3 separate regions of the Sus scrofa genome follow, and regions 1 and 2 are each linked to region 3. A link is a contact called in public Hi-C data. All regions are on one chromosome and are shown on one strand. Each heading gives the region's core, a stretch centred on a gene start, on an enhancer-like site or on the middle of the called end of the contact. The rest is flanking DNA. Distances are from core to core; before and after follow the strand shown. Region 1 holds the start of PEMT (phosphatidylethanolamine N-methyltransferase). Region 2 overlaps PEMT (phosphatidylethanolamine N-methyltransferase). Region 3 overlaps LOC106505263 (a long non-coding RNA gene).

Region 1 (3,651 bases), core at 820-3,319, 85 kb before region 3:
CTCTTTTATGAGAGTAGACTCAGCGGTAGGGAAAGTGTAGGTTTTCCCCAAGGCCACCCAATAATAAATGTTCATTTTTAGTAATAAAAGCCCTTTTGGTGATGGCTGGGAGCCAGGCAGCCAGATCCGGTGACACAGGGGAGGGAGGGAGGGCGGGAGCTGGAGAAGGCAAAGAAGAAATGGCTGCTGGCTTTGATCCTCTCTAGCAAAGGTCAAACTCCCAGCGGAGAGGTCACCTGGAGATGTTTGCCCTGGAGCCGACAGGAGACATTCTGATAAATGGCTCCGGGAATCTGAAGAGCTATGAGGCTGGGGCAGAGAGAGATAACCCTGTTTGTTAAAGCTTCGGGAAGGGGGACTTTGGGAGCAAACATCCTGCCCACCAGAGCAGCAGCTGCCTCAGAAGTGACTCTTCTGTTTGCTGGGGATGCCGCAGAGCACTCTCGGGAGAGAGGCTGGCTGGGTGGCGTCCCTGCAAGCTCAGGCCCGGGTGTGTTCAAAGCACCAGGCGAACACTTCTGCCCCCAAATATCTTTGGCGGCAGGTTTTGTGCTCACGCTGGAAGCGGGGTCTCGCTTTTGTGGTCAGCGTGTGCCCCTTGCGGGGGTGCGGGATGGCAGTGGACTCTTCCGGTTGCATCAGCTCTGGTGACCTCTGACATTTACCTTTCTTCGTTCCCAGACAAACCACACACAAAACCCAATTTCTCTGGCTTAATAAAAGAACGGGCGTAGGCAGGGAGAAAACGGGCCTGGGTGGGTGGTGCTGGCTGGGGGCCCTTCCCCCTTGGCAGGCCCCCCAGAATTGGCTCTGGTTCTGCCTGGACTCCCTGAGCGGGAGCATGACGAGCGGTGGTCAGTGGGCACACCGGTCCTGCAGCGCCTGCCGTGCGCGCAGCCCAGTCATGCCCAGTGGTTGTTAAGCACTTCCCACTGGTCCGCGTGATGGGTTTTACCAACAGGTATTTCCTTTTCACTTTCGAGGACACGAAAGTTGTCTGCAGTCCGAGAGCCAGTGCTCGCCCCCAGGCCAGTGTCCTTCCTGTCTCACCGTGGGCCTGCCTATCCTAGGGATGCTGCGGAGGCCACCGCAGGGGCCCGCACACCGGGTCTGCTCACAAATGCTCCAGACCGGCCGGTGCTGAGGGCCAAGGGGTGAGAAGTGGGCTTGAATCAGGGAGAGCTGGCTTTACAGAGGGGCTGCCTGGGCTCCCATCCCAGACAAGGGAATCTCCATTTCCCAGGTACATGGCACCTAGCTCAAAGGGGCTGTCTTGGGACCAAACCATCCAAAATCCCACCTACTTTTCTTTTCCTTTTTTTTTTTTTTTTTTGTCTTTTTAGGGCTACACCCGCGGCATGTGGAGGTTCTCAGGCTAGGGGTCCAATCGGAGCTGTACCGCCAGCGTATGCCAGAGCCACAGCATCGCGGGATCCAAGCCACGACTGCAACCTACACCACAGTTCACGGCAACGCCGGATCCCTAACCCACTGAGCGAGGCCAGGGATCGAACCCGCAACCTCGTGATTCCTAGTCGGATTCCTTTCCCCTGCGCCGCGACGGGAACTCCCCACCTACTTTTCCGAACTCCGTCGTTCCCCCTATCTCCCGTCCACCACTACTCCAGCCTTTTCCGGATTCCAGAAGGACCCCTCCGGTCTCCAGGCACCTGCACAGGTGGTCTCTCTTCCTGCCCCTGCAGTTTGCATGTCTGGCACCTCCTGCACTCAGGCCTCCCTCTGAGACCTTCCCGAAGCATTCCAGGGCAGGGGCCCCGGTGACCATCCGACCCAGCCCCCTCCCCCCAACACACCCCGCTTTTCCTGCTAGGCGCTCTTCCCCCAGGCGACAACGAGGGCAGCCCCGGTGAGTGCTCGAGGGGGAGTGGAGGAGGGTCGCCAACCGCGGGGCGGGAGCTGCGGGGAGTGCCCGCCCCCAGGCACAGGCAGCCTCAGGAGGGGCGGGGGGCCGAGCCGGCCAAAGTCCAGGTCCGCAGGGGCTGCGCAGAGCGCTACTTAAGCCTACGACCCGCCGCCGCCGGCCTCTAGCCCGCCGCCGGCCAAGGACAGGGACACCAGGTCAGTTGGCAGGACAGGTGGGGAGCCGGGGGCCGAGGGGACACCGAGCCCGGCGGCCTCGAGGCCGCCGCGGGACTGGCGGGCGCCGCAGCGCGCGGCCCTGGGATTTGTAGTAGGTCTCGGTTCCGCGAGAGGCTTGCGCGAGCCCGGGAGCGCGGCCCTGCGCGGAAACGGGGACTACATTTCCCAGAAGGCCAAGGAAGCGGGGGTCATCGGGAAAGCGCCCCGCCGGCGGCGCTTCATGGGCCGCCATGGGGGCCGGTTCTGCGGGCCGGGGGCTCCCGCGAGGCCCGCGCGGCAACCCCTGCAAGGCGGCCCGCGGCCGGGGGCTCCGGCGAGCGAGGACCATGCGGGACCCGGGGGCGGCGCCCGACTGCTGCGGGGGCTTCGGCAACCTGGACCTCAGGCAGGTACCGACCGCGCCGGCCGCTGGGCGGGAGAGGGCTCGCCAGGCCCTCCAGGTCCGCGGCTGGCCTCGCTGCCTCCGACTCCTGGGGGCGGGGCTGCCGTTACCAGGCGACGGGGCGGGGCGGGCCGGGGGCGGGGCTTCCGTTACCAGGCAACGGGGCGGGGCGGGGCGGGGCTGCGCGAGCCCTTGCGGGGAGGCGGCGCCCGGAGCCGCTGGAGCAGCCCCTTCTCTTCCGAGACCCGCACGAGAGGGGCGGCGCGGGGGGGGCCGGTGCCGGGGGCCCGCCGCCCCCGCGCTGTCCCGCCCGCGCTCGGAGCCGCCTCTGAGCCACTTCCTTCACCTGTCAGCGTCAGCGTCCTCCGTGGAGTCCCCAGAGGTCTCAGCTCCAGTCCAGTCCCCAGCCCAGCGGGTCCCGATTTAGAGCCAGGTGCAGAGACCTGGGACAAAAACCTCAGAGTTGAGCTCTGTTTCATTTGGGGGCCTTACTGAGGACTGTAGCCCAGGAAGCAGCCCCTCAGCAGCTCTGAGGGTCTGTCGGGAGAAGTAAGGGAGGGGCCGGGATCTCTAGGAGTTTTTGCTGGGACCCCCCCCCCCCCAGGGCAATCCCACATCAGAAGATGACTGCTGGGAGTTCCTGGGGTGGCCTAGCGGGGTAAAAACCGACACAGTGTTTGTGAAGATGTGGGTTGAACCCCTGGCCTCGCTCAGTGGGTTGAGGTCCAGCCTTGCCGCAAGCTGCAGCATAGGTCGCGGGTGTGGCTCCGATCCCACGTTGCTGTGGTTGTGGGGTAGGCCAGCAGCTGCGTCTCAGATGAGACCCCTCGCCTGGGAACTTCCATGTGCCACAGGAGCTGCTGCATAAAGAAAAAAAGATGACTGCTAGGCACCCAAAAAACCAGACACGTCACTCACGATTCGAGCGCTTTTCTTTGCACAGGAAAATGCACGAGCCTGGGCTCCCTGAAATTCTTGCTTAGATTTGCATCTTAACTGTCGAGGGCCAGTGTCCAGTTCTTCCTCCGTTCCGAGTCCCCTCGGGCCACGTGGCTGGATGGGGGCGACATTCTTTGTTTTCTGGAATGGGCAGGTGACATTCTTCGTCCATTTCAGTGTTGGAGGTGGGCTCTCACTGGCCTTTCACTCCAGGGAGCCTGGAAACAAAA
Region 2 (3,695 bases), core at 1,078-3,577, 64 kb before region 3:
GGCAGGGGTGGGGTGGGGTGAGGTGGGGGTGGGGGTGTCAACCCTAGGTTTTCCAGAAGCAGCAACTGCAGTCCAGAGAGGTGGCGTGAGAGCAGAGCTGGCCTGGCAGTGGGGGCTTCTGTGCATCACCCGCCCTCTACCCTACTCCTGAGGACCTGCCTGGTGCAGACACAGCCCTAAGTGGCAGCCTGGACCTGGGCCCTTCCTGCTGGAGGAAGGGCCCCTCACAGCACTGGGCCCAGCCCTGCAGCCTGGTGCTGTGACCCGTGCTGGTGTCCCGGGGTGTGAACCCCGCCCCCCCTGTGTCAATGTTATGACCGAGCATGGACTTCCTGTAGGCGGGGATGCATGTGGCCCCTGCAAGGGGCAGCCACCTGGAATGGATGCTTTGGGGCCGCGTGGCCCCTGGAGCTAGTGAAGCTGGCCTGGGCAGGATACGCTTCTGAGCATGCGAGCCTGGGCTGCTGCTGCTGTCGCCTCCTGGCTGGGACCTGGGTGGGAGTTTTGGCTTCTCTGAGCCTCAGTTTTCTCATCTGCAAAACAGGCACAGGAGTCAGGGCCCCGAGGTTCAGGCAGAACCTTGCCTGGAGCCTCCTGTCTCCGGCGCCCTGGCCACTCCCTGTGGCCAGGCTGCCCAGGTGGTGATGCAGTCCTGCCGTGGACAGGCTCCACTTGCCTGCCTAACTTGGGCCAGGCCTGTACCCTGCTGGCAGCACCCAACCTGCCGGAAGAGGTGCTGCACCGTTTGCTGTGCTCAGATGCACAGTGGTGCCTCGGAAGCCCGTGGCGGTCGGCTGTAGCGGGGTGCGGGGTACGTAGGTGTTGGTCCCACGGATTGTCAGGCTGCTCGGGAAGGACAGAGGCCAGTTGGCACCTCAGCCGGTGGCGGAGGTGAAGGGAGGGTCCCCCAAGCCGTCTCCTTTTCCAACAGCCAAACCCCTGCACGAGCTTCCCCTGAGAAGCCACCAGGGATGAGGTAGGGTGTGGGCAGAAGCTCCAGCACTGTTGGCTGCAGGGCCGCGGCCCGAGGTCCTCCACGAGGCTGACTCGGTGGGACGAGCCGGGCAGGGCCCTTCCTGGGAGCCCTGTGGGCGTGACGGGTACGGAATCCACAGCCCCGACTCACACGATGCCCTTCTGGTTCCTTCAAGGGACCCGGAGAATCAACCACGGAGACCACCGGGCCATCCTGGGTGAGGAGAAGGGGGCGCCGCTCCCTGCCTTCCCATAGCCCGGCCCCCAGGCCACCCAGCTGCCGGGGGAGAGGGGCCTGGCTGCGCGCTCTCTCTGGGGGCTGTTGGAGCCCTGACCCCGATCTCTGGCCCAGGTCTGCATGTGACCCGCACAGAGGGCAGCTCTGGCTGCTTGGTCCCAAGGACGCGTGGGGACTCGAAGCCTTTCTAACCCCTGCCCTCCAGGCACCTTCACACTTAAATTTCTGGAAGTGGTGTGGGGGCTGGGACCCCGAAGGGACCTGGTGGCCGGGCAGGGGCTCCTCTGGCCACGCAGGGCTGGAGCGGTGTGTTCAGAAGGCCCTGTTCCCTGAGTGCGGATTTGACACCTTCCCCGGCCGGTGCCCCCCCCGCCCCCGCCCCCTACGGGGAGCTCGGAAAGTGAGGGGTGAGACCCAGTGCTCTAATTTTAGACCTTGGGTGTCTGTGTCAAAACAGCAGCAGGATAATTAAAAAGAAAGAGCGAGGACAGCCGGGTCTCCGCCCTCGTGAGCTGTGAGGCCAGCACGTTTCCTTGGGGAGGGTCACCCCGGGGGGAGGGCCGCCCGGCGGAGCCCCCAGACCCTCCGGTGTCCGGGGTAGGGGCGGAGCTCAGCAGGCAGGTCTCCTGACAGCAAGTCCCGGAGCGGGCTCACCCAGCCCCGCCAGGGAGGAACTGCTTTGCACCAGTGAACCTGCCGGTTGTTAGGGAAGCTTCATCGTTGCTCAGGCCCCGCCTCCTGGGGACCTTGGGGTGCCCTGTGCTTGTCCAGCGGCTCTGGCCACCCCCCCGGCGGCCATCGCGTCCCCTGCCCGCATCTGCCTCCCGACCGGCCCCTTACCTGCTCTTCCCTGCTGGGCAGGATGGTGGCCAGTGAGCCTCCGCCTGGGGCGAGGGCCATGGTTCCTACACGGCCTGGGGCCTCAGAGCAGCTGCTTGGCCCTCGTCACCTCACGAGCTCCCCCCGGGCCCCCGCCGTCTGCCCCCGCCCCGGCCGGGTCCCTCGATTGCAGTCTCTGCAGTTACGACCCTCAAAGCTTAGATGTGGGCAGTGCCTGCGCCCGACACAGCTTGAGACGGGCCAGAGGTGGCCAGTGAGAGGGCCTCGCGGATGCCTCCCTGGGCCCCGGGCCCTCCGCCCGGGAGCTTCCGTGACCCCCTCCCGCTCCCACAGCCGTTCCTTGGTCGAAGCGAAGGCTGCTGCTTGGGGAGGAGCAGCGCCTGGCGCGTGCAGGGGAGAGGGGCTCCTTGCTGCCCTCCGAGTGGCTCGGTGGGCTCTGGTTGACCCTTCGGCCTCGTGTGGACGTCCTGTCCCGCCCTCGGGGCTCAGCGGGGCCGAGCATCTCGTTTCAGACTTTGCCCCGTAAACAGCCCTAAAGCAAACGTGCTTGTCCAGCTTATCTGCTCGCAGGGCACGTCCCGGATCTGCTGGACCTGGCGCCTCCGGGTCACAGGACGGTGTGGCCGGGGTGGGGGTGGGCGGGGAGGCCAGCGGGGCGGCTCGTGCGTGACGTGTGGCCCGAGAGCCACGGGAATCCCTGATGGGTCCCGGCTGGGTGTCTGCAAAGCAGCTGCTCAGGGAGCCGTGGGGTCCCCGGGGCGACAGCGCTGCCGGCAGGGAGCGTGCTGTTCTGTCTCCATCCTTGGGGGACAGAGAGCCACAGACACCCCCCAGGTCCCCGCAGTGTTCCCGCGGGGGGTGATTAGCACAGAACACGGTATCTTGAGCCAGGCTGTACCCAGCGAGGAGAGACTGTTCCCAGCACGGCTCTGCCATGGGGTTGGGTTTCCATCAGGACGCAGCCCTTTGTGTTGCTGCTGCTGCTGGGGGGGCGGTGGGGGGGGGGCAGCTGCCTCCGGCCCCGCGCTGCCCTCCATGTTGTCGCAGCCTCTGGGATGGCTCAGGCCATGGCTATGTGGCTGTGACCTGGACGTGCCTCCCTCCCAGTCCTCAGACCTGGAAGGACAGCACGGCTTCTGCCCAAGGAAGGGGGTGCTGGCCTGAGGCTCACGGGGACCCCTTGCTGTCTTCGCAGCCTTGATGGGAACCTACTAGGGTTCAAAGCAAAAGGTAAAAGGTTATTTAAAAAAGGCCACGGCTGCTGTCGCTGTAGAGGGTTGGACCCGCCACGAGGTCAGGGAAACTTCTGGACAATGCCACTGATTTGGGTGCATGTGGCCTGTGGCACCTCTGCATCCCTTTGCCCGCCGGGCCTCCCGCCCATCTTCTGGGCCTGTGGCCCCCGTAGAGCCCTCAGGGACTCTCCCCTCCTCGCGGCCCCAGCCTCATACCTGCTGACCCCCGGGCGCAAGCCCCTGAGTCTGGTCTGCGGATGTCGGGGCTGCTCAGCTGGGCTGCTGTGGCTGGTGGGCGCTGGCTGCGTGGACGGAACCGCCGCCGTCTGCGCGGTGTGGCTGCCTCTGTCCGTCGGCCCCTGGACTCGTGCGTCTTTCCTTCCCTGGCTCTTCGGTTCCGCCTTCTC
Region 3 (3,502 bases), core at 719-3,218:
CAGTGCTTTGCAATTTTTCCTTCCCAAGCCTGAGAAATGCCAACAGCTGGCTGCTTTGTCCTCTTTGGGAGGCCGCGGAACGCTCCCAGGTGGGGGTGGGGCAGCGCTTAGGCGGCTGATGCCGCTCGATGCTGAGCCCAGCTGTCGCCCATCTTGTCACCTGCAGGGCATAAACCCAAGGTGGGAGAGGGGAAAACAACCCCGCTTGGGCCCAACCTTAGAGGAGGCGCCCGGTGGGCAAGGCCGAGTGGGAGAGAAAGGCTGACTGGGACCTGGTCCCCCCAGGATCTCGGGGCGCCGATGCTGGGAAACACGGACCGTGGCCGCGAATGCAGGAGTGCAGAGTGTGACTGCGGGGGAAGAGCTGTCCGTTGCAGGGCATGAAGGAAGGCTTCCTGGAGGAGGTGCCCTTGGAGCTGGTCCGGAAGTTGGGGGGAGGGGTTCCGCAGGGTATTCTGGAATGAAGAAGGAGCTTAAGCCAGAGCAAGCGCCGACTCCTACTGAGAAAGGACTGTGGGAGAGAAACTGGGGGGCAAGAAAATCCTGGGGAACAGGGGCAGTGAAGCAGCTCCTGGGCTCACACACGCGGCTCTCAGAGGGCGCACCTTTCACCCGCTCCTGGTTCAGACAAGATTCAGACCCGCGGATGCTCACCTGCCGGGGGAGCCAGTGGTGAGCCCGGCTCAGCATTGCCTTTCTCCCCGGGACCCAGGACCCAGCCATGACCAGGCCTGGAGGCCTCCACGGGCAGCGGGTGGTCAGCAGAGCGCCTCCTGTGGCCTCTCGAGTGGCCCGGGCCTCCTCATGGTGGTGGCCGGAGCCAACAGCAGTGTCCCAGGAGGGCTGGGTGGGGAGTCCCTGGGCCTGGTGGCAGTGCAGCCGGACTCAGGGACGGAGCACAGACCACCTCTTCATGTCAGAAGCTGCGAGTCCGGGATTTTGGAAGACACCGAGGTTGCACGCCCGGGCTGCACGCACGCGGCTCTCAGGTGTTGCTGAGTCTCTGCGCGCTGCTGTCAGTGTGGACAGGGTGCCTTGTGTCTCCTGGCCTTTGCTGACCGTGTGAACACATACAGGTGAGGCTGGGCTGCTCCTTTGGCGCCGCAAGGATGGCAGAGGCTGCAGGACTGGGAGTGACTGCTATTCCGGATGTTGCTGCAGAAGGTGGGGGATGGGGCACAGGTGAGCCCCCAGGAGCGGGGCTCTGGGAAGCACCCTGATCAGAGCAGGAGGCCCAAGTCCTGCCTGCTGCTGGCGGTGGGCACATCCTGGAGCCCTGGAGGCCTGGGGCCCTCGTCAGCTCTAAGATGCTCAGTGTTTCCTGAGCGACGCGGGTCCTTGGCCCCAGAGGTACCCACGTGCTCGCGTTTGGGTCTGTTAGACCCTGGGGGCGTCACGAAGCGGGGTCCTGGGCACAGGCGGGGAAACCGAGGCTCTCCTGGCCCCTTGCTGGGGCGCCACCCTGAGGCGGGAGGAGGGTGTTGGGAGAGTCCCCCAGGCACCAGACCCGGCGTGGGGTGAACAGACATCAACCCGGCAACCTCACTGGACCCCTGAGCCGGAGGAAGCTGCGTCCCAGTGAATTGATTCACAGGGAGGAAGAGGCGTGTGCGGGGCACTCACCTCCTCCCGCCTCGCACGCGCCCTCCCGGCCCCAGAGCAGCGGATCCACAGCCCAGAGACGTGTGGCAGGATGGGGAGGGCGTTTCTCCCTGGGGCGGTGGCACAGGGCAGGTAAGTGCGCCCGCCACCACCTTAGGGCTTTCCGCCAGAACCTGTGACCGTGGCTGCCTCAGGACTGGCTCTACATCAGGGCCGTGGCGGGTGGACGGCTGTGCCCTGCTTTTTCTCTCTTCTTCCCCAAGATATGTTTGGCAACTGCGTCTGAGGCCTCCAGCTGCACCTGGGCACAGCGTGTCCCCGTGGACACCAGAGGTTGCCAGATAAGCATGGGGTGAACTCGGATCCGCACCAGCTGACACGAAACCTCCCTTGACACGGCCAAGTTACGTCACCCGGACCAGCAGGTGCCCCCAGACAGCACGGGGCCTGGGAGGGACTCCGCCTCTGCTGGCACCTCCGCTCCGTGGCCCTGCTTTCCTGCTTCCCCGAGGTTCCCTGCAAGATTCTGCTGGAAGAGGCAGTTCTAAGAGGGGAGGGGTGCAAACCACCCGGCTGCCACCCAGTCACACTGCTGGACGGGAGAGGACGCGGCTCAGAGAGGGGACAGCATTGCTCAGGGTCCCCGCCCGTCTGCACAGACCCAAGAGGCACCCCCCACCCCAGCTCAACTCCTTCCATCTGACCGACTCTGACCTGGCTGCGGGCACCCTGGCTGCGGGCAGACTGCACCTGGCAGAGTTGTCTCCCAGAGAGACCAGCAGGGTGTCCATTGTCCGTAGGGGCCCCATCCTTCCCCCAGGCCCCCTGTCCAGTCTTTCCAGAACCCAGGACTCTGGGTTCCTGATTCGCTCCTCCCCCAGGTGCCAAGCTGGGACAGTGGTAACAGCCGCGCTCCCAGCACGGAGCCTGACTTCCCGAATCTCTGAGCGAGCGGCTCAGACACACCTGTGTGAGCTCCCGGTCCCCTTTCCCGGCCTTGGGGGAGGGGGGTCCTCAAACGAGTGGGAGGAAGGAAGGGAGGGAGGGCGGGGGTGGGGACAGTCAGAAGGCTCAAGGGGCAGACGCCTGCTCCTTCCAGGCTGGGAAACTGAGGCCCAAGAACCCACCACCATGCTCCAGGACGTGCGCAAGAAGCCGCCTCCGACACCTCTGCCTCCTTGCCCCCGACCCAGGCTGTTTGGGGTCAGCAGGGGAGGTGGGCTCCAAGTGGGCTTGAGGCCCCAGAGCTTCGCCCACCTCCGCAGCTGCCTGGACCCTCGGTCCGTCCGTTTGTGTGAAAATGGGAAAGACGGCCCCCACCTCCCCGGCAGTTGGGAAATTCAACTCCAGGCACAGGTCGCAGGTCGTGCCAGACCCTGCAGCCCCCCGCCTGAGTCCTGGTCTTGGCTGGCATCATGGTCACCACCCTGAAAGGCCTGATGCTGCCTGACCTGGCACCACCCAGCCGCCCTGGGAGCAGATCTTACAGCCTCGCACTCAACAGGGCCGGCGGTGGGGGGCCGCTGCCGTCAGGGTCCGGCAGGAGTCAGGGCGCTCACAGGAGGGTGTGTGAGGCTGACTGGTGACACACCAGAGGAAACATGCCCCAGGGCTGGCACCACCCCGGGCCTGAAAGGCAAGAGGAAGGGGCAGACCCTGGAGCCCAGGAAGAGCAGTCACACAGCCCACCTGGCAGGGAGAGGCCCCCCACTCCCTCCTCCTGCTGGTCAAAGCCGGAGGGCACCCGGAGCAGGGGGCTCCCAGCAGGCCAGCCCTGGGGGCCCGGGAGGGGCAGCAGCCGGCTGTCACCTGCTCCTGGCTCTGGGGGTCCTTTAACTTCACTGCCTGCTGGAGCAGGTGGCTTTGCCCAGCTGCCAAGGCCCTGGCTTGACCTTCTCTA

The links. Hi-C and Micro-C count contacts between places; a contact is called where the count stands out from the background.
Region 1: a Hi-C map of liver shows a contact between it and region 3, with 3 times the contacts expected there. The contact joins the promoter of PEMT here to the enhancer-like site in region 3. A contact is called at or near these places in 4 of 5 promoter capture datasets (fetal liver, fetal skeletal muscle, liver and 1 more), 27 of 47 Hi-C or Micro-C datasets (adipose tissue, alveolar macrophages, blood and 15 more) and 2 of 2 datasets of contacts at active chromatin or transcription factors (alveolar macrophages and skeletal muscle).
Region 2: a Hi-C map of liver shows a contact between it and region 3, with 2.6 times the contacts expected there. The contact joins two enhancer-like sites. A contact is called at or near these places in 4 of 47 Hi-C or Micro-C datasets (embryonic fibroblasts, epiblast stem cells and liver).

What each region holds. Positions count from the first base shown.
Region 1 is chr12:60,878,298-60,881,948 of Sscrofa11.1, forward strand. It overlaps PEMT (phosphatidylethanolamine N-methyltransferase), which reads left to right and starts at 2,070. Exons shown (of 7, transcript NM_214365.1): 1 at 2,070-2,079.
Region 2 is chr12:60,898,219-60,901,913 of Sscrofa11.1, forward strand. The region is part of intron 2 of PEMT (phosphatidylethanolamine N-methyltransferase); the gene reads left to right. Among named protein-coding and RNA genes, the nearest start is that of PEMT, 20 kb to the left of the region's middle. Within about 2 kb of position 2,328, at least 11 of the 83 cell types and tissues checked have an H3K27ac peak or open chromatin away from gene starts, as enhancers often do. A contact at or near this core is called in liver, where this site is marked.
Region 3 is chr12:60,963,018-60,966,519 of Sscrofa11.1, forward strand. It overlaps LOC106505263 (a long non-coding RNA gene), which reads left to right. Exons shown (of 4, transcript XR_002337417.1): 3 at 286-3,502. Among named protein-coding and RNA genes, the nearest start is that of NT5M, 30 kb to the right of the region's middle. Within about 2 kb of position 1,969, at least 6 of the 83 cell types and tissues checked have an H3K27ac peak or open chromatin away from gene starts, as enhancers often do. A contact at or near this core is called in liver, where this site is marked.